6 separate regions of the Mus musculus genome follow, and all the other regions are linked to region 1. Evidence: chromatin contacts called from public Hi-C, HiCAR-type and Micro-C data. All regions are on one chromosome and are shown on one strand. Each heading gives the region's core, a stretch centred on a gene start, on an enhancer-like site or on the middle of the called end of the contact. The rest is flanking DNA. Distances are from core to core; before and after follow the strand shown. Region 1 holds the start of Bnc2 (basonuclin 2). Region 2 overlaps Ccdc171 (coiled-coil domain containing 171). Region 3 has its middle 38 kb from the start of Gm11415. Region 4 has its middle 71 kb from the start of 6030471H07Rik. Region 5 overlaps Gm33410 (a long non-coding RNA gene). Region 6 holds the start of Sh3gl2 (SH3-domain GRB2-like 2).

Evidence for each region. A called contact is a pair of places that touch in the nucleus more often than the background predicts. HiCAR-type assays count read pairs that join an accessible place to other places.
Region 2: a Hi-C map of uterus shows a contact between it and region 1, with 4 times the contacts expected there. The contact joins the enhancer-like site here to the promoter of Bnc2 in region 1. A contact is called at or near these places in 6 of 39 promoter capture datasets (the C10 cell line, cranial neural crest, frontonasal cranial neural crest and 3 more), 1 of 484 Hi-C or Micro-C datasets (uterus), 3 of 115 datasets of contacts at active chromatin or transcription factors (astrocytes, craniofacial prominence and fibro-adipogenic progenitors) and 2 of 9 other capture datasets (adipose tissue and macrophages).
Region 3: a contact with region 1 is called in a Hi-C map of uterus, with 4 times the contacts expected there. The contact joins the enhancer-like site here to the promoter of Bnc2 in region 1. A contact is called at or near these places in 11 of 39 promoter capture datasets (the 3T3-L1 cell line, 3T3-L1-derived adipocytes, embryonic stem cells and 6 more), 12 of 484 Hi-C or Micro-C datasets (the 3T3-L1 cell line, adipose-derived mesenchymal stem cells, embryonic fibroblasts and 4 more) and 5 of 115 datasets of contacts at active chromatin or transcription factors (astrocytes, embryonic stem cells and forebrain).
Region 4: a Hi-C map of myocytes shows a contact between it and region 1, with 2.7 times the contacts expected there. The contact joins the enhancer-like site here to the promoter of Bnc2 in region 1. A contact is called at or near these places in 3 of 39 promoter capture datasets (the 3T3-L1 cell line, embryonic stem cells and liver), 2 of 484 Hi-C or Micro-C datasets (myocytes and palatal mesenchyme), 2 of 115 datasets of contacts at active chromatin or transcription factors (astrocytes and fibro-adipogenic progenitors) and 1 of 9 other capture datasets (adipose tissue).
Region 5: a contact with region 1 is called in a HiCAR-type map of kidney, with 5 times the contacts expected there. The contact joins the enhancer-like site here to the promoter of Bnc2 in region 1. A contact is called at or near these places in 11 of 39 promoter capture datasets (the 3T3-L1 cell line, the SN4741 cell line, embryonic stem cells and 5 more), 1 of 484 Hi-C or Micro-C datasets (uterus), 7 of 115 datasets of contacts at active chromatin or transcription factors (the NIH/3T3 cell line, embryonic hindbrain, embryonic midbrain and 3 more) and 3 of 9 other capture datasets (adipose tissue, embryonic stem cells and macrophages).
Region 6: a contact with region 1 is called in a Micro-C map of embryonic stem cells, with 3 times the contacts expected there. The contact joins the promoter of Sh3gl2 here to the promoter of Bnc2 in region 1. A contact is called at or near these places in 2 of 39 promoter capture datasets (liver and pre-B cells), 2 of 484 Hi-C or Micro-C datasets (both in embryonic stem cells) and 1 of 9 other capture datasets (liver).

Annotation. Positions count from the first base shown.
Region 1 is chr4:84,673,242-84,678,110 of GRCm38.p6, reverse strand. Bnc2 (basonuclin 2) reads left to right here and starts at 2,708. Exons shown (of 7, transcript NM_001369083.1): 1 at 2,708-3,136. The coding sequence starts at 3,134.
Region 2 is chr4:83,828,206-83,833,074 of GRCm38.p6, reverse strand. All of the region lies in intron 25 of Ccdc171 (coiled-coil domain containing 171), which reads right to left. It overlaps Gm42309 (a long non-coding RNA gene), which reads left to right. Exons shown (of 4, transcript XR_881387.2): 3 at 4,412-4,548. Among named protein-coding and RNA genes, the nearest start is that of Gm42309, 11 kb to the left of the region's middle. Within about 2 kb of position 1,979, at least 55 of the 459 cell types and tissues checked have an H3K27ac peak or open chromatin away from gene starts, as enhancers often do. A contact at or near this core is called in craniofacial prominence, fibro-adipogenic progenitors, second pharyngeal arch cranial neural crest and 1 more, where this site is marked.
Region 3 is chr4:83,923,933-83,928,801 of GRCm38.p6, reverse strand. No RefSeq gene overlaps it. Among named protein-coding and RNA genes, the nearest start is that of Gm11415, 38 kb to the right of the region's middle. Within about 2 kb of position 2,206, at least 15 of the 459 cell types and tissues checked have an H3K27ac peak or open chromatin away from gene starts, as enhancers often do. A contact at or near this core is called in uterus, where this site is marked.
Region 4 is chr4:83,971,761-83,976,629 of GRCm38.p6, reverse strand. No RefSeq gene overlaps it. Among named protein-coding and RNA genes, the nearest start is that of 6030471H07Rik, 71 kb to the left of the region's middle. Within about 2 kb of position 1,874, at least 28 of the 459 cell types and tissues checked have an H3K27ac peak or open chromatin away from gene starts, as enhancers often do. A contact at or near this core is called in fibro-adipogenic progenitors and myocytes, where this site is marked.
Region 5 is chr4:84,100,527-84,105,395 of GRCm38.p6, reverse strand. Gm33410 (a long non-coding RNA gene) reads right to left here. Exons shown (of 3, transcript XR_390687.4): 3 at 3,966-4,869. It also overlaps the pseudogene Gm12416. Among named protein-coding and RNA genes, the nearest start is that of Gm42310, 7.4 kb to the left of the region's middle. Within about 2 kb of position 1,990, at least 8 of the 459 cell types and tissues checked have an H3K27ac peak or open chromatin away from gene starts, as enhancers often do. A contact at or near this core is called in kidney, liver and uterus, where this site is marked.
Region 6 is chr4:85,203,212-85,208,080 of GRCm38.p6, reverse strand. Sh3gl2 (SH3-domain GRB2-like 2) reads right to left here and starts at 2,625. Exons shown (of 9, transcript NM_019535.2): 1 at 2,460-2,625. The coding sequence starts at 2,504.

The DNA.
Region 1 (4,869 bases), core at 1,459-3,958:
GTGATAATGCTTCTGACATTCCTAGACCCATCCTTTGCCCTGACTAAGCTTATTCTTTAGCTGAAAAGTAGTAAGCATATAAGCAAAAACAAAACACAGCTTACACGAAGACAAGCACACAAAAGACAAAAGGAGAGGTAGAACGGATGGGGCAAGGAGGATTTTGCAGAGTAAACGAAGAGCTATCTTCTTTGACTCTTCAGGAGTAAAGTTGGAGATAAGGTGAAAGTGGGAAGAAAGGGACTCTGGACAGGGTAAGAGTTTAAGCAAAGAGAAGAGCCACCAAGGTCTAAGCCTAGAAAGCAGATGAGCAAATTAGAGCCAAAGAGAGTGGAGTCCAACAGAAGATTGAACAGCTGGATGGGGCACTGAGTCAGGTAGCTGCAAAGCATTAGGATATTGCAGGACACAGAGGACCCAAGGCTCTGGCCCTCCTCCTTCCTAATGCTTCAGCCCTCTAACACAGTGCCTGGTGGTGTGGTGACCCCCAACTACAAATTTATTTTTGTTGCTACTTCATACTTGTAATTTTGCTACCATTATGAATTGTAATGTAAATATCTGTGTTTTCTGGTAGTCCATAGGGTTCAAGACCCACAGGTTGAGGACCACTGACCTAAGTAAGATCTTGAGCCAGTTGTCAAAGTCACTGGAGACAAGACTATGGCTTCTGCCAATTCTGCCACCTTCTTAAAGGCTGCTCTTCAGTCCAGCCCAGACTCCATCTTTGTAATGACTGTTTAGAAAGGCAGGGGGACTTCGCTAGATACATCTGACCTCAGGTAGAGTGACTGCATGCTAACATCAAGAACAGTCAGTTCTGGAACCAATCAGAGGAATGTAAATTACAGGTTGCTTGATGTAGAAAAAAAAAGTAGCGTGGCACATGTAGGTGTGCAGCCAGAAACACACTGTGTGGATACAACTGTTTGGCAACTTGCTGGACTGTCACTTAAAAGCAGTTAAGTGTATGAATGGGTTTGTGTGGGTAATGACTCTGAAATTAGCTGCTAGCTTTTCCCAATCTTTTCGTGATGCAGGGAAACACACTGAAACTTGGCTTCTTTCTGGAAGCTGCTTGTGAGGCTCCTAGGACCTCAGAATGAACATTTGGTCACCATTATCTCTCGGGTAATCAGTTGCTACAGAATGACGTCATAGTTCTGCTTAGAGAACAAGAGAATATGCTCCACACCTTAATCAAATCATTTGACGATGAGCCTACTTTGATAACATGCATTTAAACATATTGGATAACGGTTAGATACCTAACCCGTAATTTGTCCCACAGCAACTGTCACTCATTAGAAAATTTAAGAGATAAACATGTGCCTAAAGTCTATAGTGTTTCCTGCATAGAATCGACAGATTCTGAAGTGACTACCAATCTGCTTTGCATGGGCCTAGGAGGAGTCAGGAATTTGAACCCAACTAGTACAAGGAACTGCAGGTGCTGGTGGCCCTAATGTTTAAAAAAAAAAGAAAAAAAAAAAAAGGCTGGATCCACGTGGATAAGCTAACTCACATTCTCAGGCCAGCTGTTGCTACTTGGGATCTAGTCAGCCATGGATCCTGAAAAAAAAATTAAGCTTAACCATTGTGAATATACATTAAACTTATGACGGTGTGTGTATGTGTGTGAGTGTGTCCTAAATTCCAAGTCTACATATTTTCGGAGGAATTTAATTCTGACCTCTGAATGAAATTATGAGGCTTCTCCCTCTGCTTGGGGAAAGAGAGAATGGAAGGAGGGACGAGTTACTCTTTTCAGGAAGAAACAGTAATCAAACCTGTTTTCAGCCAACCAAATCTTCCGCAGGATTCTCTGATTTCTTAGAGCTCAAGAGTGTGCTAGAAACCTGTGCTTTCCTCCCGAGACAGATAAGCAAAAAGTTTGCTCTAGCGATGATAAATCTGCACGAGGCGGAGACGGTTTTGGCACACGGTGTACATTAGAAAGATGAGGATGATTAAGTCTCCCCCCTCCCCCCCGAATCTTGCAGCCCGACTGTGTTTTGCTTCCATTTAAGAAGTGTCCTTCAACCGCTGGCGGCTGCGTGCCGAGCCTGCCGCCGGCAACCCGTGTCTTAAAGCAGGGCAACTCGGGTCGTCTGAGTGTCACCCCACACGTGTGACTGGTGTCCGTCGCGGGCGCCCGCTAGGGTGGCAGTCTCCTTCCTCTCCCCCGCCAGCTGCAGCTCCAGGCCCAGACCTAGAAGGGGAAGGAAGCCCTGGCCGCAAGCCGCCGTCTGGGCCGGCACCAAAGCCGCCGCTCCCAGAAACTTTTCGCCCCTAGCTGTGCGCAACTTTCTGCCCCGGGTCCCCGGGCGCGTCACGGTCCCCGGGCTTCCCCTGCCTTCACTCCGGCGCCGCCCAAGGCAGACCAGAGCCGGGCCGAGCAGACCGAGAGTGGGAGAAGCCCGGAGCGGAGGCGCTGCGCCGCAGTCGGAATAAAGTTCGCGCCCGGTGCTCGGCGGCGGCTCGCAGCCTTCCCTCTCCCCTCCCGGCTCCTCGCATTTTTCCCCCTTGTTGACAGCTGGGCGCTGGCCGCCACCTCCACTTCCACGCCCGCACCCCCCGGGGGGCGCCAAAGTTGTTTTTCCATCCACGGAAGAGGGGGTGTGTGTCTAGCGAGGTGGGGGTGGGGGAGGGCTAGACATCCTCCCCGAAGCCCCTAGAAAAGCTTGAGGACAACAACAAAACAGGCGGCGAACACCCTAGTCCGGACAGTTGCGCCGGGAGCAGAAACTTGTGCCGGCGCGGCCACCGGTCCCCCCCGCGCCGCCGCGCGCACCCCGCCTCGCCAGCAGCCCCCCTCCCGGACAGTCCGTTCCCTTTTTTTCTTTTCTCCCTCTGCCCGGGGAGGAGCGGGACAACTCGGAGCGCCGGCTCGAGGGAGCGAGCGCGACCCTGGGCGCGGGTGTAAATCAGTCACCTGAGCGCCGAGGGGCCGCGGCGAGGGCGCGCGCGGGCGGGTGGGGAGTGGCGCGGGCGGCGAGCGCGGCCCGGAGCGGCCGGGCGGGGGAGGGAGCAGGCCGAGCGGCGAGCTGAGGCGGCCGAGGGGCTGGTCCAGGCGCGGCCGCTAAGAGGAGACCAAGAGGCGGGGGCTGCACTTGACAACCAGCATGCCGAGATGGTAAGAAGTTTCCACCTCCTCTCCGCTTGCGTCTGCACTTGGTAGGGACAGACCCGGGCGGGACGCCCCGGGGCCGCGGCGGGCCGCGTTCTCCTCTAGCGCCGCGGCGTGAGGAGGCGGGCAGCCGGCGGCGCTCCCGAAATCCACCCCCCACTCCCCCAACTTGGCCCCAAGTTCTCGAGGCGGCTGCGGGAGGGCGAGCGGGCGGGCAGGCGGACGGGAGCGAGGGCTCCCCGCGCCTTAGGTGAGCGGCGGCCAGTCGGGGACTCTGGGGACCGGGGAGCCCTCGGGGAGGGCGCGGGACACGGGGACCCGGGATGCACGGGGCTGCCGGGACCCGCGGCAACTTTCCCAACTTGCCGGCCTGTTGAGAGCCCTGAGCGGCGGCTGGGCATGGGTGCCGGGGCGCGGCCCGCGGCCCGCGTGGGGACCGCAGCGATGCCCGCGCGGCTGCGGAGGACGCGGACGCGGCCAGTCAAATCCCGCTAGACAGACACGTGTGTGCTTTCCCGAAGTGCGGTTCTGAAGCAGCCGGCCCACTGCGCTTACACGCCGACTGGACGGTGGGATTTGAGACCTGAAAGGGGGGCAGAATTTAAAAACATATATATATATATACAGTAGTGGTGGAGCTCAGGACAAAACTAGACGGAATCTCCCGTGGGATGAGGCGAAGATTAAAACAAAACAAAACTTGTAAGTGCCAAGTGGTGGTGGAAAAGGGATGGCACAGCGCAGGGGGACTCCAGCCCAGTCCCTGGAAGGGACGGCTTCTCTGCAGCGAGGAAGCAGGCAATTAGTTCACCCAGTGATGAGCCTCACTGTCTGCTTTCGGGAAGTCATTTGTTAGAAATGGGGCTTGACCACTCTTTTTTTCTTGGAGTTCCCTACCACCCAGTGTCGCTGTTGTTAGCCCCACTTGGGGGCTCTGATACAAAGTGGGCCCTATGTACATGGGATGTATAAGAAACGGGGTGATAGCAGGTTGACATTTTTTTTTCCTCTTCCCTTCCCCCTGATGTGACATCTCTTGTTTCAGAGATCAAAGTCACAACTGGAATGTAGGAGATGGTACTGTCAAATGCAGACATACACACATACAAAATGCACCCAGGACTGCGGTTACAGTAATGCTGACAGAAATTAAAGAGGTTTTGAAAGCAGCGTGCGATTTATGATGCTTCCCATTTACCCTAGAGTCAAGCTGTTGTAAAACTGATGTACAAAAGACATCATAAAATAATCCTGTGTATCCAGGATTAAAGTGGCAGAAAGTGGCCTGTTTTATTAATTTTTATGTACTTCGTGAACATTTGTAGTTGTTGGATCCTGTGTTAATGGAGGGATCAAAACAAAGTATGAAATATATCTCCTTAGAGCTGGAGAGTTTCTTGTAACGGCATTTTACAGAACATTATTAAAGCCAGTTGCACGCCTTTTCTTCCCCTGGCTAGTATTACTATTTGTCTACAGATCTATTCCCATATACTAATCACTGAGCGGTGGCTGAGTCCATTTGTCTCCCGCTGTTTTGTATTCTGCCTGTTTAGGTGGTTTCATGCCCAGACACACATGCTTTAGGTGGACTTTATTTCTGACACTAAGTATTTCTGCTCGGAAGTTTTCCTCTAGTACCAATCCTTGTCTAAGTTTGAGAGAACTTCCTTTTACTCTTTGGAATCATGCACACGAGAATCCTTTGTGAGCCCTTAAAGGCTCTGTACTTTATATGA
Region 2 (4,869 bases), core at 730-3,229, 840 kb after region 1:
TTTCTCTCTGTTGCATCTCCTGAATTTTTTTTCAGAAAGAATATCTAGTCATATCTTTAGGGTATGGGTTGTATGCAAATGGTCAGTAGCTCTGGCCTAGACTCTGTCATCTTGGGCATATTGTATACCCTCTCTTTTTCCTTTGTAAGTTTTATAAATTTCTTTTACAAGTTTTATAAATTTACTTTATAAGTTTGACATGAAGATTAACTCAAATGATAGATGAACTAAAGACAGATGTAGAGCATGCCTCCAAAAAAATCTGGTAGTTTGAAGATGTTCTGGGTTGTTATTGGATACTTACAAGACGACTGATTTCAACTCTGTCTTGAATCAGGAGTCCAACACTTTCTTTCAAAACACACATATTACCTATATGCTCATCCACTTCTACCAAACACTACCTATGTATGAACTCCTACTACAACTTGAACAAATGCTGAGTTAGCTCGCTCATCATTCACTGAAAAGGATTTTCAAGGAAAAGTTCTCATGAGATGATTATGAGACTTAATGCCTTTTGTACTTCCTGTCATGCTTCTGCCTTCAGTGCACTGCTTTCTTTTAATTACTGACTTTTTTCAACTGTTGTTCTGTGATATTGTCATTCATGTCACATAAGAGTAAGTTTTCATGTCCAATAGTGAAAGAAATTGGAATGACCTCAAATACATAGCTATTCACGGTATCTGCATCAATTGTATTGAAAAGGCCAGAGCACCAGAGCCATCAAATAATTACAACCTCTAGCTCCCCTGCAGGTGGAAACAGACAGGTCTAATCAGCCTTCTCACCATGGAAAAATACTTAGGCGATATTAAAATATTAAAAAACCATTTAATGAGGTCCGTTTCCTTCCAAAAGTAAACTGAGTTTGGGTCTGAACACGCTTCAGGCAAGGGACGCTTCCACCATAACATTTTAAAAACTAGCCATTATTTCCCATGCTGAAAAAAAAAATTGCAATTTTATTTCCTAACAGCAAATGAAACTGTCAGGAAAATTTAGGTGTAATAAAGTTGGGTGGTTAAACCAACATGCTAGAATTAAAATAAAACTGAATTAAAGGAGTTAAAAGTAATTCTTGTGTCAGTTGCCCCTCAAAAATACTACTCAGGACTTACTGGTTTGAACAAATGGAGTTTCCTTGTTCTTGATAGAGTCATTAATGGTGATACAAATGAAATTGTGTGTTGAACAATACGTTGATTAAAATGTACTGCTTTTGGCAACTTTTCCACCTAAATAAAAAGTTGTCAGGCAGGGTGAGTTTAGTGGCACAGAGTTTTAAAATGGTGGATTCAGTCCAAGGTTAGCTAATAGCAGCTGACATGCCCTGGAATCTTGCGGCCTAAATCAACATTGTTTTCACAGCTGTAATTAAGCCACCTAATCAGAAGCACATTTTGACGGGACAGTTTCTGGAAGCCAGACATTACAATTTCTTATGCCTGGAGCGCAGTGGTTCAGGAGAGGTCCGTATTTAATTTTGAGTTTAAAAAAAAAAAAGGGGTGGAGGGCAGTAAAATACGAAAGACCACTGAGATGAAGCAGGTCTGTGTGCTCCTGCCTTGACCAGCCTCGCAGCCCGCCCCCAACTCTCCGCTGAGTCCCCCCCCCCACTCTTAAGTGGCAGCTGTACACAGTGAGATGAAGGGCCATTGCCAAGATCAACAGATGAGCTGGTCTGAACTGGCTCTCTGTGTGTTCTGATTGTAAATTGTGCTGGTGATGATTAGAGAACTCCAGCACAGGATGTCGACTCTTAAGCTCGTCCAGAGAAAATCATTCTTTTTTTTTTTTTTAAAGTTCAGGAAAAATTTTTTAACTTTTTTGTGGCTTGGTGCATAGTGTTGTGTCTATTACTTTCACATGATTCAAGTGAATTCACCCAAATTAAGCAGCTCTGTTATTAAAAGAGAGTGTGGCTTGGCTCAGGGCAGGGACCTTCATCTTGGTGTGTCTATACCACAGTGCTGTGGAGAATGTTCTTGCAGTGGTGGCAGCCATGTGAATCTGCCACCTGCCAACAGATCATACTACTAAGAGGAAGACAATTCAGGATGCCAGAGTCACATACCATTAAGTGGCTGTGCTGGTAACATTAACGCAAATAAATTGCCAGCTTGTTTTCTACAGCGCTATTATATTCTATAACATTTAAACTTTCAACCCCAGAGGCCATTGTAAAACTATCAATATGAAAGCCCTAGTCACTGGAGTCTGATTACATTTAGTTCTGCATTTTAATTACATATGGATTCCATTAACTAAACCTTGTGCCTTATAGGCAACATTGTAATCAAATTACTATAATTTTCAAATACGTTACAATAGTTTGACAAGTTAAAAGTTCACATTCCTAACATATTAAATATCAAAAAAACTGTGCATTAAAAAGGGAAATATTTCTTACAAGTATACTAATCCATTCCCCAATTACTTTGGGGACTTTTTGACTACCTAGTTATAAGTTATATTGTAAGGTTTATATACCTCGTATGCTTTTGTGAGTGGTTCCTTGGTGCAGAATATAACCAAATTTAGAAACATTCATTTCATCAATATAAGTGAAGCAGGAACAACATAAAGCATAGAATTCAGAATTCTAAATTGTTATTTATAGCTCAAATAAAAGAATTTTAGAGTTGTGCAGGAATTCAACTTTCATTTCATTTAGAGTCTTCATTCTATAGCCAGGAAAACCAAGACCCATGGAGACTGTGCGGTTTACTTCCCAAAGCTTTGAGATGAGTCAGATGGCAAACTTTCTCTAGAACCCAAATTTCCTGTGTTTCTCTGTCATGTGATTTTGCAGTGTGCCATCCTGTATAAGAGGGGTGATGCCATGCCAGACAAGAACTCATGAAAAAAATTAATGTGTTAAAACACACCCAACCTAGAATTCACAGATTATCCATTTTAAATCATCAGGTACATCTGCAATTTTGTATAGCCATCCCATTTCAGAAAGTTTCCTCATCTCACAGAAACCCCACACCCATTCAGCACTCACTCACCTCCAATGGTCTCCTCCTGCAAACTGTCAACCATTAATCTGAGTCTTTATGGGTTTGCTAGCTTGGGACATTCCATATAAATGGAATCATACATGTGTGGCTTCTTGAAGAAGACTAACTGGTCTGCTCTGGTGTGTCTGGTCTTTTGTGCATATTGCAACATGGATCAACATTTCGTGGCACCTTGGGCTCTGAGAGATGGCTCAGCAGTTAAGAGCACTTACTGCTCATGCAGAGAACCTGGATTCAGTTCCAAGCCCCCACACGACAGCTCGCTCACAATTGCCTAGGACTCCAGTTATAAAAGATCTAACACCCTCTTCTGGTCTCCATGGCTACTGGGTACCATGCATATACACAATGCACAAACAATCATGCACATAAAATTTTCTTAATTAAAAAAAATGTATTGAAGCTTATGGCCAAATAACATGTCACAGTCTGAATACAATATATGTTCATATCTTTTCATCAACCGGCTTATATTGAGGAAGCCTCCTTGGCTATGGTGAATATTTATCCACTACTATGACAAAGTATTTTGTTTGAATAACTGCTCTGAATTCGTCTGGATATATACCTAAGAGTAGACTTGCTGTGCCAAATGAAAATTTCAAATTTAACTTACTGGGGGGGGGGGGGGTCATCAAGTGACCTCAATTATCTCCTAAGTGTTTGTTGAATATTTGTTTGTGTTCTTTAGAAAAGTTGTCGACTAAGATTCTTTGTTCATTTTTAAAATTAGGTTAATGGCTCCAGCTGCATATGTAGCAGAGGATGGCCTTGTTGGGTATCAATAGGAGGAGAGGCCCTTGGTCCTGAGAAGGCTCCATGCCCCAGTGTAGGGGAATGCCAGGACAGGGAAGCAGGAGTGGGTGGGTTGGTGAGTAGGGGGAGGGGAGATAGGATAGGGAGGTTTCAGAGGGGAAACCAAGAAAGGGAATAACATTTGTAATGTAAATAAAGAAAATATCTAAAAAAAAAACTAACACTAAAATAAAATAAAATTAGGTTATCATGTACTCATTGAGTTCAAGAGTTCTTCACATTTTCTACATTAGACCTAACTAGATACTTGACTGTAAATATTTTCTCCTGTTGTATTATCTTTTCACTGTCTTGGCTTTGTTTTTTTGTTTTGTTTTGTTTTGTTTTCATGCACAAAAGTCTTTAATTTTTAAGGATTCCAGTGCATCTGGGTTTCTTCTGGTGTTATAGCTATGACTCAGTTACCAAGCCTAAGCACTTGAAGGTTTAAACCTGGGGGTTTATGGATTTTTCTCATTGTAAGTCTTATACTTGGGGCTTTGATCCATCTTTGAGTTAATTTTTTTGTATGAAACAAAGTAAATGTCCAAGATAATACAATTTATTTATTTATTACTGCTCAGGGAATCCTGTGGAAGAGGAGGCAAGAAGTCTAAGAGACAGAGGGTATGGAGGACACCAAGAAAGCAAGGCCATTAAGTCAACAAGACTGGTGCAAATCAGTGTCCACCGAGACAAAGGCAGCATGCTCAGGACCCGTGTGAGTCTGTAGCAGAGTGAGGTTCTAGACCTGAAAGAAGTGGATACATGTCCCTAACCCAGAAGCTGTCTCCAACTGAACCACTATAAATGAAAACTTATTTTCCTCTAATGGAGTCTCGTTGGAGAAACAAACCACCCTAAGGGCAGGCTGCGTACCCAGCAGCAGAGGACAGCAGAAAAGGAACTCAACGGCGTCTTTAGAGGTTCCTGGCCTTATACTATGTCATGGCCTTTCTGTTTTAAAATATGATATTATTATTATTATTATATTCTTGTATTTTCTTCTCCCTTTTTACCCTATAGGTTCTTTCTATATACA
Region 3 (4,869 bases), core at 957-3,456, 750 kb after region 1:
GCCGCTCACACAGAACCCACTCATTAAAACTGCGACACTTTTGATCTTAGCCATTCTGACTGGTGTGAGGTGGAATCTCAGGGTTGTTTTGATTTGCATTTCCCTGATGATTAAGGATGTTGAACATTTTTTCAAGTGCTTCTCTGCCATTCGGTATTCCTCAGGTGAGAATTCTTTGTTCAGTTCTGAGCCCCATTTTTTAATGGGGTTATTTGATTTTCTGAAGTCCACCTTCTTGAGTTCTTTATATATGTTGGATATTAGTCCCCTATCTGATTTAGGATAGGTAAAGATCCTTTCCCAATCTGTTGGTGGTCTTTTTGTCTTATTGACGGTGTCTTTTGCCTTGCAGAAACTTTGGAGTTTCATTAGGTCCCATTTGTCGATTCTCGATCTTACAGCACAAGCCATTGCTGTTCTGTTCAGGAATTTTTCCCCTGTGCCCATATCTTCAAGGCTTTTCCCCACTTTCTCCTCTATAAGTTTCAGTGTCTCTGGTTTTATGTGAAGTTCCTTGATCCACTTAGATTTGACCTTAGTACAAGGAGATAAGTATGGATCGATTCGCATTCTTCTACACGATAACAACCAGTTGTGCCAGCACCAATTGTTGAAAATGCTGTCTTTCTTCCACTGGATGGTTTTAGCTCCCTTGTCGAAGATCAAGTGACCAGACAGCAGATGCTGGCGAGGATGTGGAGAAAGAGGAACACTCCTCCATTGTTGGTGGGAGTGCAGGCTTGTACAACCACTCTGGAAATCAGTCTGGCGGTTCCTCAGAAAACTGGACATAGTACTACCGGAGGATCCAGCAATACCTCTCCTGGGCATATATCCAGAAGATGCCCCAACAGGTAAGAAGGACACATGCTCCACTATGTTCATAGCAGCCTTATTTATAATAGCCAGAAGCTGGAAAGAACCTAGATGCCCCTCAACAGAGGAATGGATACAGAAAATGTGGTACATCTACACAATGGAGTACTACTCAGCTATTAAAAAGAATGAATTTATGAAATTCCTAGCCAAATGGATGGACCTGGAGGGCATCATCCTGAGTGAGGTAACACATTCACAAAGAAACTCACACAATATGTATTCACTGATAAGTGGATATTAGCCCCAAACCTAGGATACCCAAGATATAAGATATAATTTGCTAAACACATGAAACTCAAGGAGAATGAAGACTGAAGTGTGGACACTATGCCCCTCCTTAGATTTGGGAACAAAACACCCATGGAAGGAGTTACAGAGACGGAGTTTGGAGCTGAGATGAAAGGATGGACCATGTAGAGACTGCCATAGCCAGGGATCCACCCCATAATCAGCATCCAAACGCTGACACCATTGCATACACTAGCAAGATTTTATTGAAAGGACGCAGATGTAGCTGTCTCTTGTGAGACTATGCCGGGGCCCAGCAAACACAGAAGTGGATGCTCACAGTCAGCTAATGGATGGATCATAGGGCTCCCAATGGAGGTGCTAGAGAAAGTAGCCAAGGAGCTAAAGGGATCTGCAACCCTATAGGTGGAACAACATTATGAGCTAACCAGTACCCCGGAGCTCTTGACTCTAGCTGCATATATATCAAAAGATGGCCTAGTCGGCCATCACTGGAAAGAGAGGCCCATTGGACTTGCAAACTTTATATGCCCCAGTACAGGGGAATACCAGGGCCAAAAAGGGGGAGTGGGTGGGCAGGGGAGTGGGGGTGGGTGGATATGGGGGACTTTTGGTATAGCATTGGAAATGTAAATGAGTTAAATACCTAATAAAAAATGGAAAAAAAAAAAAAAAACTGCGACACTTTGATTTGACCCACCGACGCTTGCACAGAAAAAATATCCTCATGCAGAAGGCAGCAGTGGGATTAGAGAAGCTCATCCCAGGCAAATATTGTTGGTGGCTAAAAAGGCAAGAGTCTTTCTTTTCCTCAGTCTCAACAGAAACTGCTGCTCCAGGGTGTGTTTAGGGTACAGAAGTAGAGGGAGGCTTGTTAATTTTAAAGCCACATAGCATGTTTGGCTAAGACTGTGACTCCATTTGTGTATTTCAACCACGTAAAATACACCCTGGGATTTTGGACTGAGAAAAATAACCATATAAGGAGAAAACACGGCATTCCCTATAGCCGCTCTTGTAAAACACTCCATGATTTAACCCTCTGCTCGGACAGATCCAAGCTCCTGCACTTCACAACTGCAAACAATCAGATCCTTGGGAGGAACACTGCCTGTGACCTGCATCACTGGGCACAAAGATCACAAACAACCCCTGACAGGTCACATTCAGGGCAGCTTGACCGCCCGAAGCCCCGCAGACACTGGCTCTCTCAGCCACGGGCCATTCTGAAACAGGCACCAAGACAACTCGGAGGCCTCGTTAATTCTCTCCTTTAAGAACACAGGATTTGGGGTCTGTCTCCATCTTCTAGGTGACAGGTCATCAATCTACAGAATTCCTCCACGAGGGAGGTGCAGGAGGAGGAAAGGGGACTCCAGGAACAGCAGCCAAAGGCAGAATTGGGCCAACTGCTGGCTACCTCCAGCTCTGTACCCATGGTCTGCACGGACTGTGTGTGCCAACAGGGGTTCTGGGCTATGCAGAGGAAGGGTTGCAGAGCAAAGAGCTCACGGCTGCCTCTCGGGCCTGCTCTCTTTATCTTGGTTGTTACTCCCAACACTTCTGCTATACAATTCTCTTGATGGTGAGATGTTGAGGTTTCAAGAGGTTCTCAGAGGTACAAAGAGGTTTTGAGAGGGTCCAGTGTCCCTCACATGTATCAAATGACCTATGATTGGGAAAATATGGCAGATACCGCCCATTTCCTTCTGTCATCTAGTCTAATCTTTCTGATGGTAAAACGACTCTCTCACACACCCTCAGAAGTACATGCACACCCAAGAAGGAAGAAAATGGTGTCCAGCTGGAAATAGTACTTCCCAGTTCCCATGCTGCTCAGTGCCAGAGTGGCCAAGTGACCAATTTCCAAGCAGCGAAAGTGATGTGTGCACATTCTAGGTCAGATGTTATAAAAGAAAGTAGCCGTTTGTCCTTCCCTTGCACAGGCTGGATACAGATGTGAAAAGCACCCTCAGATAAGCACTCTGGGCTGATGGAGCAAAATGGAAGAAAGTCTGCTGGCTTTATGGAGCAGTGCCACCTACCTGCCAGGTGCCGCAGGCCTGCCAGGAAATGCTCTCCACAGAGGAATAAACAATCTCATCTCCAAGGTGGCATTTCTCAGTGTCTTCAGGACAGCAGTTTAGCCTGTGTCCTAACTAATGCATGTGACTTTCTGCTGTCTCAGCTAGGCACCAAATCTTAAGGCCGTGCTAGCTCACACTAATTTAAAAAGCAGAAGAGGGAAAAAAATCGTAGCTGAGTTACCTAAGAGTCAGCAGTATTCCCAGGCTCAGATCTCCCCTCCCTGAGTCCTGGATGGGTAAGAGTGAAGGTCACAGAGTCCAGCTCCCTCCCCCATAGAAGAGTGTCCTAACGAAAGTCTACTTTCACAGACCAAAGCCAGGAACGAGGGTTCCTGCCCCCTGCTGGAATCAGAAACACTTTGTAGGCAATTGCCATTGTCATTCATAAACTGACATTTTCAAAGTATCTTCCTCAATGATTTTTTTAAACGTGTTACCTCACTGAGGCTGAGATGTTAAAGCATGAAGCATGGTTGCAATCCGATACTTCTTCCCTTGATTCTGAACACTCTTTGTGCTATGATACAATTAGGTTGGTACAAAGTTAACTGTGGTTTTCCCATTGTTGAAATTTGTCATATGATACTGGGATAGGTTTATAGTAGATGTAGTTGTGTTATGTGTAGCTTTAAGGCACCTTTCTTGCTTTGTGTATTTGGCTAGTGGTTCATTACTTTGCTGTTTATTCTGTATTCATTTGATAGGATGGAAATGGTGTTAGACAAAAAAAGCAAATTTCAGCGATTCTCTCTTTCCAGTTCAAAACTGGTTGTAAAGCACAGAGGCAGTTCACCATGTCAACAATGCTTTTGGCCCAGGAATATCTCAGGAGCATGCAGTGCACTGGCTCAGAAGTCTTGACCAGAGAGGAGAGTCTTCAGGATATGAAATGCAAAGACTGACCAACTCAGAGCAGCCTTGAAGCTGACCCAACATGGACCATTAACTGCTCATTCAGCATTTTCAGCAAACTGGACAGAGGAAAAGGCTTGGTAATCGAGTGTCATGAGCAGACCCCAAAATAAAGTCACCATCTCTAACTCCTCTTTTAAGGAACATTTCTGGATTGGTTTGACATATTTTTATGAAACTCAGGGATGACTGGCTCTGTGGTTAGATGGAGAAGTAGCTCTAAGGGCATTTCCCAAAGCCAAAGATGCACCAGCAACGGTGGCCACAGTCACTGCTTGGTGCTGATCTGTAGCTGGGCTGATTCTCTACAGCAGGTTGCAACCCTTTTGGGGGGAGGGACAATCGACCCTTTCACAGGGGTCACATATCAGACATCCTGCATATCAAATATTTACATTATGACTCATATCAGTAGCAAAATTACAGTTATGAAGTAGCAATGAAGTAATTTTATGGTTGGGGGTCACCACAGCGTGAGGAACTGTATTAAACGGCTGGAACATTGGGAAGGCTGAGAACCAATGGTCTATAGTTTTTAGAATCAATTGCAAAGCCGTTGCATCTGAGAAGTGTGCTCAGCAAGTGCATGTGTTGCAGGTAACTGGCAGTGGGCAGCAGGGGAGGACCCAGTTGCTCTCCATGACAGTTCCCAGTCTTACGTTCAACAACCAGAGCTTCAAATATTGAATGAAGTATGCTATGAAACTTTGCCTCACCCATTAAGGTCATCTGCCTCTCACTG
Region 4 (4,869 bases), core at 625-3,124, 700 kb after region 1:
CACCAGAGTGCTGAGTCTACCAGGTCATCGGAAGGACCACAATGGAAGGTGAGGGATGGGAGCGGGGGGGGGGGGGGTGTCGCATTACAATGCTGGTTGGGTTCTGTATATTTGATTTTCATCAAAGAATTCTAACAAAGCCATTTTTCTTTCACCTTTGCAGGTCCAATGTCTGAGATGAGAAAATGGCCGTGTCGCTTGCGACCGATGTGTGTTGTGTCTGGTTCCTGCGGTTTCTTCTCCTGCTTTGAACACGAAACCCTTCATAGCTCTGAGATGGAAAGCAGAGCAGGCTTTTGTCAGCGAGGCCATTCGTCACGTTCCCGAGAGGGGACTGTGGACTCCCGCAGCCTTGGGCTCTGCCAGCACACAGACCACCCATGTCGTGGAGCTGGGAAAGCCACCAGGCAGGCAATGCATAACAGGGCCAACTGGGCACTAAGCTCTCAGCTCTCAGTCCTTCCAGCCCTGGGGACTCAGGTCTGAAGACTGCCAGAGAGACTTGATCTCACCTAGTGGCTGAGGTCTCTGGTAGGGTAAATCTTGAAGAAGAATTGGGTGGTGACTAAATTTGTTTAATAGTTCAGCATGAATGGAGCTTCTTAGATCTGCCCCAGAGCAGAGCTCAATGAGGAAATGACTTTACTGCTCTGGTAAAAATTGTTTGGCTACGTTTAAGTTCAATTCTTTTCTTTCTTCTTCTTTTTTTTTTTTCTGTTCTGCAGAAAGCTAGCTGTAAAAACAAGAGAGAGAGAGAGAGAGAGGGAGAGAGAGAGAGAGAGAGAGAGAGAGAGAGCGCTCTGATAGGCAGCAAAGAACTTCTGTTAGCAAATGTCTACACCCGCTGAGTAGGGGGAGCATGAGAGGAAGCCATGTACAAGTGTGCTGTAGAAAGAATTCCCACACAGCTGTGTCTGGCATCCCAGTGACTTAGCAACTGCTTGTCTCACCCGGAGTCTCAGTGAAAGTACAGTGGGGTTTTACCTGGATTTTCAGAGAGTGGAGCCGGGAGTCTGCATTTACAACAAGGTTCTTGGGTTCCTGGCCAAACCCACTTGAAAACTAGGCTATGACAGAGAGGTCAGTTTTAGTAGTCAACGTCCCAGACACTGTCCCTCCAGCGGAGCCCAGGACGGTATTACTGGGTAGAAGATGCTGGCAGTCCTGGAATACATTCCAGGACTGATTAGAAGTGACAGGAAAGAATTCTGTTGTTGCAAAGGTATATCAAGAGCAAAGGCAATGAGCATAGAACACAAGTCTTTTGAGTCTTTTTTTTTTTAATGCTTGGTGTAAATGTGAAAATGGACCACTTAGACCTGGAATCAGAGCGCAGGGCAGAGTAGGAACTGATTGTAACTGGCCTCAGTGAGGAACAAGCTGAGCCTACAGACTCTATTTAAAATCTTGTTCCCTCTGGTGTCTCCGTTTATTTTTTATAGAAAGTGATGACTAATTCACATTGTAATGTCCATAAAGATGTCACAGAGAACAGAACCCGTCCTTGATCCCTCTCAGCTTAACCTCCCTATCTTTTGTTTTAGAAAAGAGCATCCGTCTCCCCACCATTCACACAGGATGCGTGTCTGCTGCTTAGGAAGAAACAGCATCAGCCAGGCCTTCCTCTTCACCTGCAGACACGGTCCTCAGCTCCCTTGAACCTTTTAGCCCTTCAGTGTATTCTGGAATGGCTGCAAACAGTCCCAAGTCTCTGGTCCCCTCTGACTGCCCCTAGTCAAGCACGTGTCCAGCCAGACTTGGGCAAGGGACCGGCTGCATTGCCAGTTGACCCAGGGCAGTTGCTGCTTCGTCAGCACCCACACTGGACGGCCACTCCTGAGTCAGGTTTCCCAACTTCATGACTTCAGCATGTGTGGCCAAAGGGACTAAGCAGTCATGCTCTTACAACATCTGGCATGCTCTACTCCTGGGCCTCAGTGTGCACACTTTGTAAGGAAAAAAAAATCCTAATAATCTCATTCCTTTCCCATTGGGTGGAATGGGGAAGTTTCCATGGGAGGAAAGGATGCTGAAAAAAATGGCTGTTATCTCTTCCTGTACATCATCTGAATTTGAAATCTAGTGATGAAGATGTATTCGGTGGAGGAGGATCCTGGGAGGAGGGGGCATTCCCAAAACTACTCACACTATCTGTACATGATTTACTTGCATACAGGCAGTAGAGGACAGGGTCATCCCAGCTGTGGCCAGTCTCTCATGCTTGCAGGCAGTATGGGAGCTGGGGGTTGTCACCAGCTCTGGGCAAACTTCCATGAGCGGGGAATATAAGGAAAGTGGAGAGAAATTACACAATTACAAGGATAAAAATGGGGGACCAGAGGTTGAGAAAATGATTAAAAAAAAAGAGAGAGGGGCTAAAAGGAGAAAAAGAATGAGAAGTCAGATAAACTATTTAAAATTATTTCTCTATTGCCAGGATCATCTCTCTTTTACATTTAAAAGAAAAATATTTTTCTCCATTGTCTTAATCATCTAGAAGTAATTTACTGCCCCAAATACCTGGGGACTGTTGCTTGGTTTATGAGTGAGTTCCCGCCTTTACACAAGTACAGACCTTTCGAGCTTAGCCAGCTCAGGACCACTTAATGGGAATTTTAAGGCTTGCTCTCTTACAAAACAATTTAGGGGGCAGAAAGAAAATAAAGCAGCTCTCTCCTCATTTTCCACTTCTCTCCTTTTAAACTAATTTTTAAATTTTTATCTTACTTTGTGTGTATGTGTATTTTACATGCACGCACGTGCATGCATTCCTGCATGTATCATGTGCGTGTGTGTGCAAGTGCTATGTTCATGCCTAGTGCCCTCAGAGGTCAGAAGAGGGTGTTAGATCTTATAAAACTGGAGTTAACACACAGTTGTAAGCCTCCATGTAGTTACTAGGAATCAAACCCCAGTCCTCTGGAAGAGTAGCCAGTCCTCCTAACTATTGAGAAATGGACCCAGCTTCCCCCTCCACCCCGAATACGACTTTATAAGCATAAACATAAGGACCTTGCAGTCAGTACTCACAGTCATATGGTCAATCTATTTCTATCCTGACCTCATGTGTTCTTCCTTGTCAAAGCGTTCGGCATGTGGTAAGGATGAGAAAATGTTTCAAAAGATATACACAGAACATCATGGTCAGCTGAAGACTCTGTGCCAAAGCCACCTCCTGCTCTAGTCTGTGTCACATGGGAGGATCTTGAAGTCACATTTACCACAAGTATCTCGGTGTGGTGTGAGCCTGTCAGTGGCTTAGAACACTTGCTCAAGATTTGAAGGCAGAGTTCTCCACATCATTATCATTGCAGAGTGGACAGCCACAGGGGTTTCCAGGCAAGTGTCGGTGAGTCATCTCTCCTGGAACAACAGTTGGCTTGTGGTATTGGCTTCCCATGGACTTAAAACCTATAGTGACACTTTATTTAGGGGTCTGTAGTGCTGTAGGTAGCCAAGATTAACAGTGGGAGCTCCTAACCCCCAGTGCCTTGACCCTTCAGCTATTATAAAACTCAGTTTCTTTGGATTGAATCATACCCAGAGTGGGTTCTGTGTCCCTTCCCACACTCTGACACTGAAAGCCATTGGGATGGATGAGATCATGGAGAGAGAAGGAAGCACAAAGCACATTCCCTCTTCTTCCTTCTAGCACATCCTAACCTGCTGCTTTCTGGCTTGATGGTGCCCACACTGTATCCATGCAAGATGACTTGTCAACTGATTAGCCCAATCATGATAAGAGACATCCATTAGTAAACCTATACCAGGTAGACACTACACATGCATAATAGTGTAGGAGCTCTGGTTATTATATTAGAGCAAATGAAACTGATAGTCAACGAGCACGAGAGATTTGGTAGAGGCATTTTAATTCCTTACCAGTTTGGGCTTGAGTTCTAGACTGTTATGAACATTCTTCTGTTTATTCCTCTGTCACACTTGACCATCCTTAGCTAACTCTATAGCCTCTCACTGCCCTGTATGAGATGAAAATCTTGGGTTAGTTAATATCCAACAGTGGTCAACATCTGTGACTTTACCAATAGACAGAGTCTACTTCGGACAGATCGGAAGAAGACCAAGGCAATCTCGAAGATGCACAGGCTTATATTATGAATGGGCCCAGGCTGTGGGAAGTGTGAGGAGCCACACAGGAAATTGGAAAGAGGACAGTGTGGTCTGCAAAACCTTGGTTTTCTAGCTGTGTAGTGCTGAGCCAGAGCATGGCAATCTCAATAACATAGTGGCTTCATCAATGGCTGTTGCAATTGCTGTCTTCAAGCCAAACCATGGATGTGAAATGAACAGTGAGGCAGCAAGAAACTCTGCAGCAAAGAACTAAGGACACCAAGCAGGGAGAAGAAACAGGAAGGGCAGCAAGGTTCACAGCTCTAAACAGCTTTCTAGAGTATCCCAATGCACAAGAAAGGCAAAGGGGGTTGGGGGATCACTGTCCAAAAAGAGTAAGTGAGCATTGATCCACCAAGAGGAGACCCTCAGAGACAAAAACAGACCTGAATAGAAGATTATCTTCCCCCAACGGAGCAGCAAGCTGGTATTTTGGCAGCAACACAAGGTGCAGGGTGGGGTTGTTCTTTGGGGGTGAGTCCTTCACATTCTGCTCCACAGATTTCCAATGCTAATAGCATGACTTCTACAGTATATTGATTCAAGTTTAAAAGGAACCACCTGTGTGTGGCATCCACTCGATGGAAGTGTCTGTAAGAGCTGCGGAGCTCGAGGAAAAAGGGGCTACTTCCATCTCTTTTGTCCATCATGGTTTTCAGCAAAGCTGACTGCTCCCAAACACAGTCTATAAGCAAGAAGAACATGGAGAGACTGCCAGAGTAGGGACTGAGCCCTGCC
Region 5 (4,869 bases), core at 741-3,240, 570 kb after region 1:
GTTATCATGGATGACCTTGGCCAGGGGGGCTAAGCAGTTGGTGGTGCAGGATGCATTGCTGACAATCTTGAGTGAGTTGTCATATTTCTCATGGTTCACAACCATCACAAATATGAGGGCATCAGCAGAAGGGGCGGAGATGATGACCCTTTGGGCTCCACCCTTCAAGTGGGCCCCGGCCTTCTCCATGGTGGTGAAGACACCGGTAGACTCCACGACACACTCAGCACCGACCTCACTTCATTTGATGTTAGCGGGGTCTCGCTCCTGGAAGATGGTGATGGGCTTCCCATTGATGACAAGCTTCCCATTCTCGGCCTTGACTGTGCCGTCGAATTTGCCGTGGGTGGAGTCATACTGGAACATGGAGACCATGCAGTTGAGGTCAATGAAGGGGTCATTGATGGCAACAATGTCCACTTTGCCATGTGGAGAGCAGATGGCAGCCCTGGTGACCAGGCGCCCAATACGGCCAAATCTGTTCACACCGACCTTCACCATTTTGTCTATGGGAAGAGGCTGGCACTGCACAAGAAGATGCGGCTGTCTCTGGAACAGGGAGGAGCCCCATAATTTCAAAATGGCAACAAAGAGGATGCAAAGGCCACAGAGGTTAGGGTGTCTGTGTACATCCCATTGCTCAGAGCCAAGCTCCATGGTCAAACCCCAGCAAGGAATGAAAAAGGTTGGAGAAGTAATTTCCCATTTTATAGAGTTTTAACAGTTCAGCATGGTGACACTCACAGCCAAAATGGAGGACACCCTAGGACACGAAAAGCAATGCTTGGGGAGTTGGCAGCAGCAGTGTCTGCCACAAAAGAGTGACACAAAGGACCAGAAACAGAAAGGGGGAAGACATTTTGTGTCATCCTCTATCCGTAACTAAGGGCAGAAGGAGGAGCAGACAAGGGAGATGGAGATGCTGTATGAAACAGGAAGATCATCCAGGTCTCTGGCCCAGGCACCGACCTTCATTCAGCTAGAGGCAGAGGGTGTGCTAGCCAGCAAGGACAAGAGGCTGTGCTTAGTGTCATGGCCACATTTCTACCCACTGCAAAAGACTGCTTCCTTCTGGGGCTGTCAGCATGACTTTGAGCTCTGTGTTCAGTTCTGGCCAGCGTGACCATTAGTGGGTCGATACTATCAAGGACACCCACTCTATCCTACGACAGGCACCACTATCCTCAATTTTAGTTCCCACTGTAATTGTGTGGTAGTTTTCCCAGGTATGGGGTCTAGAGATGGGATCTGAAACAAGAGAAACAAAAAACCTTAATTCATAAAACACACACACACACACACACACACACACACTTCATTTTTCCCCCTAAGACTCTTAAAAACTCGGAAATGTGTATTTTCATTCTGGAAACATGTGGTTTCTTCTCTGGCTTGTACTTCTGTTAAATGCTATTGCACAGAGGGCTGGTGTCAGGTCCCTGAGATGTTATCCCTCTAGTCAAGGACTTCAGTATCAGAGCCCACTTTGTCCTCAGGTGCTACAGATCAGCCATTTCCTTCAAATGTTCGCAGGGCCACCGTGGGACTTGGGTCATTCCTCCAGACTCCCTGTTCCTCTGACGTGGACCATAACTGGAAAAATGATAAGAAATGGGAAAGTAAAGGCAGTCGCTGGCTCACAAACAACCTTCCACACACTTGAAAAAGTCCTCGGGGTCTCGCAGGCAGAAAATCAAGTCCCGCAACATCAGTAGATGTCGGGGTTCTGGAGGGAGACAACTCATGTAATTTCCATCTCTTGAAACATTTAAGAAGTGTCTGATCAAAGGAGGAGAAAATTAACCACAGTGTATGAAGCTGGCAGGGGGACGGGCAAGATGACCTAATTTGCCTTTTTCATTACTAATTTCAGTAGAAGTCTTCTCTGGGAATTCCACCCTGAGATGCTGAGGCAGGAGCCCTCCCTGGGAGCCTGGACAGAGGAGAGTGACATCCAGGAGTCCTATCTCTGAGGCCTCTTTCTTTGCACCCTTTGGGTTTTGCCTGGAAGTAAATTCTCCTCAGCTAGATACACCGAGCCTTTCTTATCTACATAATAACTGCGGAGAAATTCTCCCTTTGGGTTTCAAAGGACGTGAGTTTGGTCTATCAAAGTTGGGACTACGCAATGAATTCATTACTTGCTGAAATAAAAATCAACACAAATATATCTTTGCTTTAAGAAGGGGGGAAAAAACACAACCCTCCAGCACTTAGTTGTTTTACCAATCTCTGGATTCAATTAATTTTTAACATGGGAGTAAAGTCCCTTGTATTTTTTTTTTCTCCTTTCAAGCCAGACATTTATTTTTAACAAGGGATGAAATCATCTGAGAGCAAAACGGGACATCTGTTACTTTATATCTGTTTATTTTAAGAACTTAAATCTGAGTTTGATTTCACACAATTTTGACATTGTTGCTTCATTAATAATCCTTACGTAATTGCGACCTCCGAGTGAGCCCCAAGATTGCAGCATTCACTTCTCGTTAGCATAGACCGATAGGAAAGCCAGAGTCACCAGGGGAAGGGGGAGGCATTCGCGTTCGAAGCTGGCCCACAGGCTGATGTGAGCAACAGTGGCAAATCACCTGTGGAAGGGAGCATCGTGGGCCTCTGCTGGGGCCCAGAATGAGGCCGCAAGAGACTGGAGTCTGACACTAACATCAGCAGTGTCATATTTTACAGGGATTCTTGAGTGGCCAGAGGGACATCAGGTTACAGATAGAGCACATGCAACTAACACATATGTGTACGTAGGTACTACTTCATCTATCTGGTTAGCTCACCTCCCTCTCAAGGACACTAAAGTGTTGTACTGGGAGGCAGAACTATAGGCAGATGGCAGTGTGGAAGGGGTGCATGACTTTCAGAGAAGGGGCTCTAGGACCAGTATGAGCAGAAGAAGGGTTTGGCCTAGTCCTAATGGCTGAGAGCAGAGGGATAGGGGGCTCAGAGAGGAAAATTTGCAATAAGTGTGTGTGGGGGGGGGGCAGTGAGATGGCTTAGTGGATAAAGGAGCTGGTGAGTGGATCTGATGGCCTGCTTTCAATCACTGGGTCTCTGACTCCCACATGCTGTGTCCTCTGACTGTCACAAGAGCACACTGGCACAAGTGTGCCCACACACACATAAGTAAATTAAGCAAATGAATAAATGATGCGGTAGAATGTTAAAATTAATTTACTTGATTCATTAATAGACAAGGCAGATAATGAGCACGATGCTCAGCGTGATGTGTATTAATGGCAGGCCATCTCCTTATGAAAGAGAAGAGACTAGGGTGCTATGGCCGGGGATGGCAGATGGCTCTGTCTGAAGGTGTGAATGTAAGCTGAGCTCTGAAGATTGGGAAGAAACTGAAAATGGGAGAGACGGGGGGCGGGGGGGGGGGAGAAGAAAGGGCAGAGAGACAGAGAGACAGAGAGGTACACACACACACACAGAGACAGAGAGTGCTTGAACTGGAACAACCATCATCCTGGAGAGGTGTACTGGAGGGTGTAGAGATCTGCTCCTTTTAAGAGTGGCTGGAGACTTGTGGAAAAGAAACAGACTAGAAGAAAGAGGAGGGAGAGGATGAAGAAAGAGATGAGATGCATCCCCAGGGTTTGTAGGCCAATGGGCCCCATTTGGACCTAATCGTCTTCACAAGGACTAGGAAAGGACATAAACGGCTTGGTTTATATCCTATAAACAACCAGGCTGGTTATGATGGGGATGGATTACAAAAGGGGACAAGTGGTAAATCAGGGAATGAATTTTGTAGGCTTTTGCACAGGTGAGTGGCTACTATTAAAATCTTTCCTTCCAAGAAGACCAAGAGAGACAACTAGTGGGCGGGGCAAGGGAGGTTAGGCCTCTCCCTCATGCCTCTGGCTCAAGCATCCATCTGGGTAACAGTGGTTCTGTTTACCTGGGTGGGAAAGATGGATGGGGTACAGGAAGTCAGGCTAAGACAGGGCTGGGAAAAAAAGCATTTTATTTAAGACTTTGGCTTTGAGGAATCCATTTGGCAGCTGAATGTCTCAGTCTGGAGTTACTGTCAGAGGTCTGGCATGGAGATTTCACTCTGGAGTTGTTGACAAGATGTTTTCAGAACTATGACAATGAATGCTCTGACCCATTTTTGAATAAAAGTCACAGAAGGTTGAGCTGGCTTGAGGTTTATCTGGGGAAGGAAGAAAGTGGCCGAGTCTACTTCACAATTCACCCAGAGTATTTTAAAGCAAATTACAGACATGATGGTGTTTCTGCAGTGCACAGCTTCAAAAAATAAAAACATTTCCTCATAGGCATTCCCAGGAAATGTCAGAGAAGGTCACCGTTTGGTTCCAGACTGTCACTCTGATTTTATTTTTACTTTAGTTTTCCTAAGATCATGAGTAAAGTCAGTTGGTCATTTCTACCCACCAGGACTCAAACAAGGTAAAAAGAGATCCGAGGAGCCAAGAATCCAACTGTAGTCTGACTGACTCTAAGCTGCTTCTCTCTGTGCCTCCTCAGCCCATACAGGCCCAGAATGGCCCCAATTGAAGGCCTCTACCTGTTCTTACCCTTATTCTCTAGCTTGGCCTGAAATTTGAGTCTTAGAGTGTTGACTTCCCCTATGAGCACATGGCCAAGCTACAGTGGGGCAGCTCCCTGAAGAGAGCAAAGCCCAAGGGATTTGGCTATAACATATGAACCCAATTATTCTAGATTTTGAACTTCCATTCATTTGTGACCGTGTTGCCCGCAGCAGGCAAGAGATAGGGTAAGCAAAAGGCCATGGCCTTTCTCAAGGCTTGCCAAGAGCATGCCCGTAGAGTGAACAGTGTTAACAGGGAGGACCAGTGTGTGCCAGCATTTTTTTCTTCCTGTTGTCTC
Region 6 (4,869 bases), core at 1,376-3,875, 530 kb before region 1:
GCCTAACACTTCCTCTGCAGCAAAGATCAGATTCAGGAAACGACTGCAAAGCAGGACAGGACCATTTCCCTCAGAGCTCAGAGCAGGCAAACACCACCTCGCGTTACACACCCTCTAGAATAACACATCCATGCACAGGAGAGTAACCTTTGCCTTACGTTTTTAAAGACTAGGCTCCATTAAGCTATGAATGAGATTGTGTTTTGCTTCACCTTTAAAACAAAAAGGCTTTTCAGCAAAGGAAGAGAATGGCAGTGAACAGTGACCCAGTATCTGGGTTCGGAGTGGTAAGGAGCAGGTCCGTCCCTAGTAGAACTCCTCCACACCTGGAGACGGGGCTTCCCCGATGACGTTCCAGTTCTTTCCTGCTTCCAGAGCTGCACACAACCTCAGGATGAGCTGAATGGAGTCAGATGGTTACTGTGTGTGTTATCGAAGCCCCGGCTGGGTTCTCAAGTCTCGTTATTACCAGTGGAAAGGAATGGTACCTAACGCTAAAGGAATTATCCTTAACATTAACAATTACCACTTATTAAGCATTTTCTATATATGCTCTACAAATTCATTTATCCTTACTTTTCCCCTGAGAAATTTTGTCTCATTTTTGGCAAGGACGGATTCAGAAAACTAGCTTGCTCAATTTCCTAGGTAGCAGAAGAGGGATTCAAATCTTAGCCTTTCCCTCCCCAAAGCCAAGGCTCCTAAAGGAATGTTGGTAGAATCAGTCTTTTGGTCTAGATTAGAAATGAGACAAGTACCTAAATAAATAAATAAATAAATAAATAAATAAATAAATAAATAAGGTGGGTGACATCAGGGCAGTCCTATGCCATTCACTGGTAGCACAGATTGGTTCTGTGAAACTGGAAAGTTGCCAGAATCAAGTGAATAATATACTTGGCTCTACCTTTCCAATAGGGAGATCACAGACAATTCTAGTGAGAAAACCAAATATATATGTAGTTAGAAGCACTTCCTAAAATGACTGTTTCCTGTCTCCCTAAATTAGTTCCCAACAGAACTCATTTGATGATGCTAAGTCTATGGTGACAGAGATGATGCTCAGGGGTGAATGTCATCCTGCACCTTAATTTAAGCAAACTTGAGGAATGCAGTCTTCACCTTTTCCCTATGCCTTTTGCAATAGTACTGAGGCTGTGAACTCGGTAATGAGACTCATGTATAGCAGAGGAGGACTGCCTGGTCTGGCCTCAGTGGAAGAAGATGTGCGAGAGACTTGAGATTCCTGGGAGTGGGAAGACCTGGTGTGCGTGACATCCTCTTGGAGACAGGAGGGAGAAATGGGATGAGGAACTGTGGGAGGGGGGACCCAGAGGGAAGGGAGTGGCTGGATTGTAAAAAAAGATAAAAGTAATGTTTTTAAAAAACAAGAAATTACAGAAGCCACACAATTAAGGTTAGCTTAGGATAAGGATCTTTAAAGCTAAATGGTTACGCAAAAAGTATTTTACGGTTTATCAATAAAGTCGTTTCTTGTTAAATATATCTTAAAATTTAACCTGTTCCAAATGAATAAAAGGGTTGTAACTCCACACATTATGTAAGAAATGGGTCACATCGTAAGTATTTTTGGACATTTTCTCTTTGTAAAATCACTGAGTTGGGCCCAATGAGATTTAAATTATGTGGGTCTGGATTAAATTTTAATCTCAGCTTACCCCACACAGAAAATTTGGCACATCTAGTAAACAGTGATTTTCAAGTTTTTAACAACTGCCTCCGCAGTAAAACCCGTGGGAGAACTTTAAAGACTTGCAGACCACTGATCAAACCATGGCCTCAAATAAGCTTCACCAAGGAGTTCTCCAGGGAAAAAAGTTAATGCATGCATGCTCCTTAGGGGAACCACATTCTCCCATGCTGGGAGCCTGGGGAGGCCTGGGAAGGAGGGGTTCTGAGAAGGCCTGGGAGCGCAAAGCCTGGAGCAAGCGCAGAGCGCGGGCACCTCCGCAGCCTCCAGAGCGAACCTCGCTCCAGCCAGCACATCCCAGGACAGTGGGGCACACCACACCGCAAGGTCACCGCACCGAGGCGACTTTACATAATCTCCCGCCGCGCCGCCAAGCACCTGCGCGGCACCCTCCGTGCAGAGCCTGAGAGCTGCCGTGCAGGGACTAACTGCCTGGGAACCCGGTGGGCGGCGAACCGAGACAGCGGGGACAGAGAGCAGAGATGCCAGGGGAAGGGAACTGAGGTCTGAGTGCTAGAGTGGCAGGGACCACAGGGACTCGGAGTGGGAAGAGGAAGCAGGGATGCAGCGGCCAGGGAGGAGACTCGCGGAGCGAGCACCGATCGGAGACAGGGAGCCGGGTTATGGAGCCAGGCTGCCGCGCAGCGCCCCGCGGGGACCAGATCAGAACAGGGAGGGGTTGCAGGGGAGGACGCCGTCTGTCTGTCGGTCTGCGGGGCGGCCCATGGCGCACCTGCACGCGCCCTACCTGAGTGGCTTTGTGGAACTGCTTCTTCAGCCCTGCCACCGACATGATGGGATGCGGGAGGCTGCGCGGCCGGCAGATGCAGATGCAGATGCGGAGAGGCGGCTGGGGTCGCCGGGCCGCCGCTGGTCGTGCGACCGCGGGAGCTGCTGGCGCGGGGGCGCGGCGCGGGACGCGGGCTTGTGCGGAGAGACACCCTGACGTCAGGGCGGGTGATGCGGCCTCTTAAAGGGGACGCGGGAAGCCCCGCCCAGGGCGCAAGCCGAGGCAGGTGAGCGCGAGGAACCCCCGCACTGTGCGGGGGCGAAAGTCCCTCCACGGTCCGAAGCCTGGGCTGTCTTCAGCTGTGGGAGTCGTTCGTTCGTGGCCCTGGCAAAGGGATCACCGCCTTTGGGCAGTCTAGACTCAGGTGACCCAGCTCCCAGGTAGCCGCAGTGGTGCTGCCTGCGCACTGCCCTTGCCCTTTGAGCCTGGCCTCCCTGTGGTTGAAAAGCAGGGTGGCGGCTTATCTGGATCATGAATAAGTTATTGCTCATTTCATGCCCTGCCTTCCCGCATGATTGGCCACCGAAAACATTTCTCTGCCTCGATTTTAATATCCCTTAAGCTTGTTTCACCTTAGGGAAATCTATCAACTTTTTTTTTCCTGTTCTAGTACAACTTAACTACTTAAGATGAAGAGAGGTCCCTACAGTTTGACTGGGATACTGGAATGGAATTGATATGAGCTATAGCATATATTGATATGAGTAATAACATTTAATCTTCTATTTTCAAAAGAAAAAAAAAACGAATGCGAACTTGGCATTCACACAATTATCATGGACATTTTTTTCTTTCTTTTTTTTTTTCGTTCTAACATTTTTATATAATGAGGAAAGGAAAGGCAGTAAGTTATACAAACACCACATAGGGACAAAGGGTGGATGGGACTGGGTGAAGGGCCCAGAGCAGCACCAGAAATCTGTGCTCTTATGAGCAGCCACTTCAAGTTTGTCTTGTATGGAAGAGCTTGTGGGAGAGTCTCAGATGCAGGCCACACCTGCATGTGTGGATCAAAGTGATGAGCCGCCAAGAGGAGAGTAATTACGGAGAATGTGGAAAGAATCAACAGGACCTGGATTGGGTTCCTAGAAATACAGTTCCCCTCCCGCCCCCCCCCCCTCTACTGCCTGGTGTAAAGGAAGCCAGTAGACTTCTGCAGCTTGAGTAAAGATGAACGGAAGAGCAGGTGCAAGGGGATTCTAGACACGGGCTGGGTACCACTCACCCTTGCTACTGTGAATCACAGCACAACAGAATATCGGAGCAGTGAGCAGTGAGCATACCCTTCCAGTCTGCAAAGCAAAGCAAAAGGAAGGAAGGGGTCTGTAGTCTTGTGGTCCTTGCTGCTGCCCAGACCTTCCAATCTGTGGTACTTTCTAATTTCTAAACTACCGTGGAGGCATTGGGATAAACATTGGTTAGAGGATTTAGGCAGGAGGGACATGCTAATTCTTAATAATTCACCTTTTGGTATCAGGGCCACAGGGTTCGCTTCTCTCTGCCACAAATCTATGATGTGGTCTGAAATTTGCAACTTTGGTCTCAACACATGAAAGAAGTGAAATGGGGACCTGAAGAGGCTCCTCGGAAACTTTGAGCACTTGCCTTAACCTTAAAATCTTAAAGCAAAGCTAGTCCCCGCCTTTCCTTGTCTCTTTGACTACTTACCTTCATAGCGTATGCTGCTAAAGATCAGAGGAACCACGTTGGGTTCTGCATAGAAAACTTCAAAGCGCTTTGAACCTATTGCTCTCACCTAGGTCTCATCTAAGTCAGGGATTCTATTTAAGCCTCAACTGTTAGCTATGAAAACCTTTGGGGTGTTGCCCCAGAAGAGAGGTGTTGAGCAGCTACTTTTGGAAGGCATCAGAGAAAGGGGTGTGAGGGGATGGTGCAGGAAGATGCCCACACATGTAAATTGGCCCTTGAACCCCAAGGTCAGCCAGTCTCAACCCCCCTAATGCTGCAATCCTTTAATACAGTTCCTCGTGTTGTGGTGCCCCTAACCATAAAATTCTTTTCTTTGCTGCTTCATAACTGTAATTTTGCTACTGAGATGAATCATTATATAAATATCTGTGTTCTCTGATGGTCATAGGCAACCCCTGTGAAAGGGCCATTTGATCCCAAAAGGGGTGGCAACCTACAGGTTGAGAAGCACTGCCCAAGTATTTCCAGGCCAATGATTCAAAGCCACTGTTTTATGTGCATATATTCTAACTTGAATGTAGAAGGAAAGTGTGCTTGGTGCTCAACGGCTCTCACATGGGAATTCTTCCACTGCAAAGGATCTGTAACTAAGTCTCAAAGCACAGCGTAGGCGGCTGTGGTTAGAATCAGAGGTCAGTAAGGAAGGCCTTTGACGAAC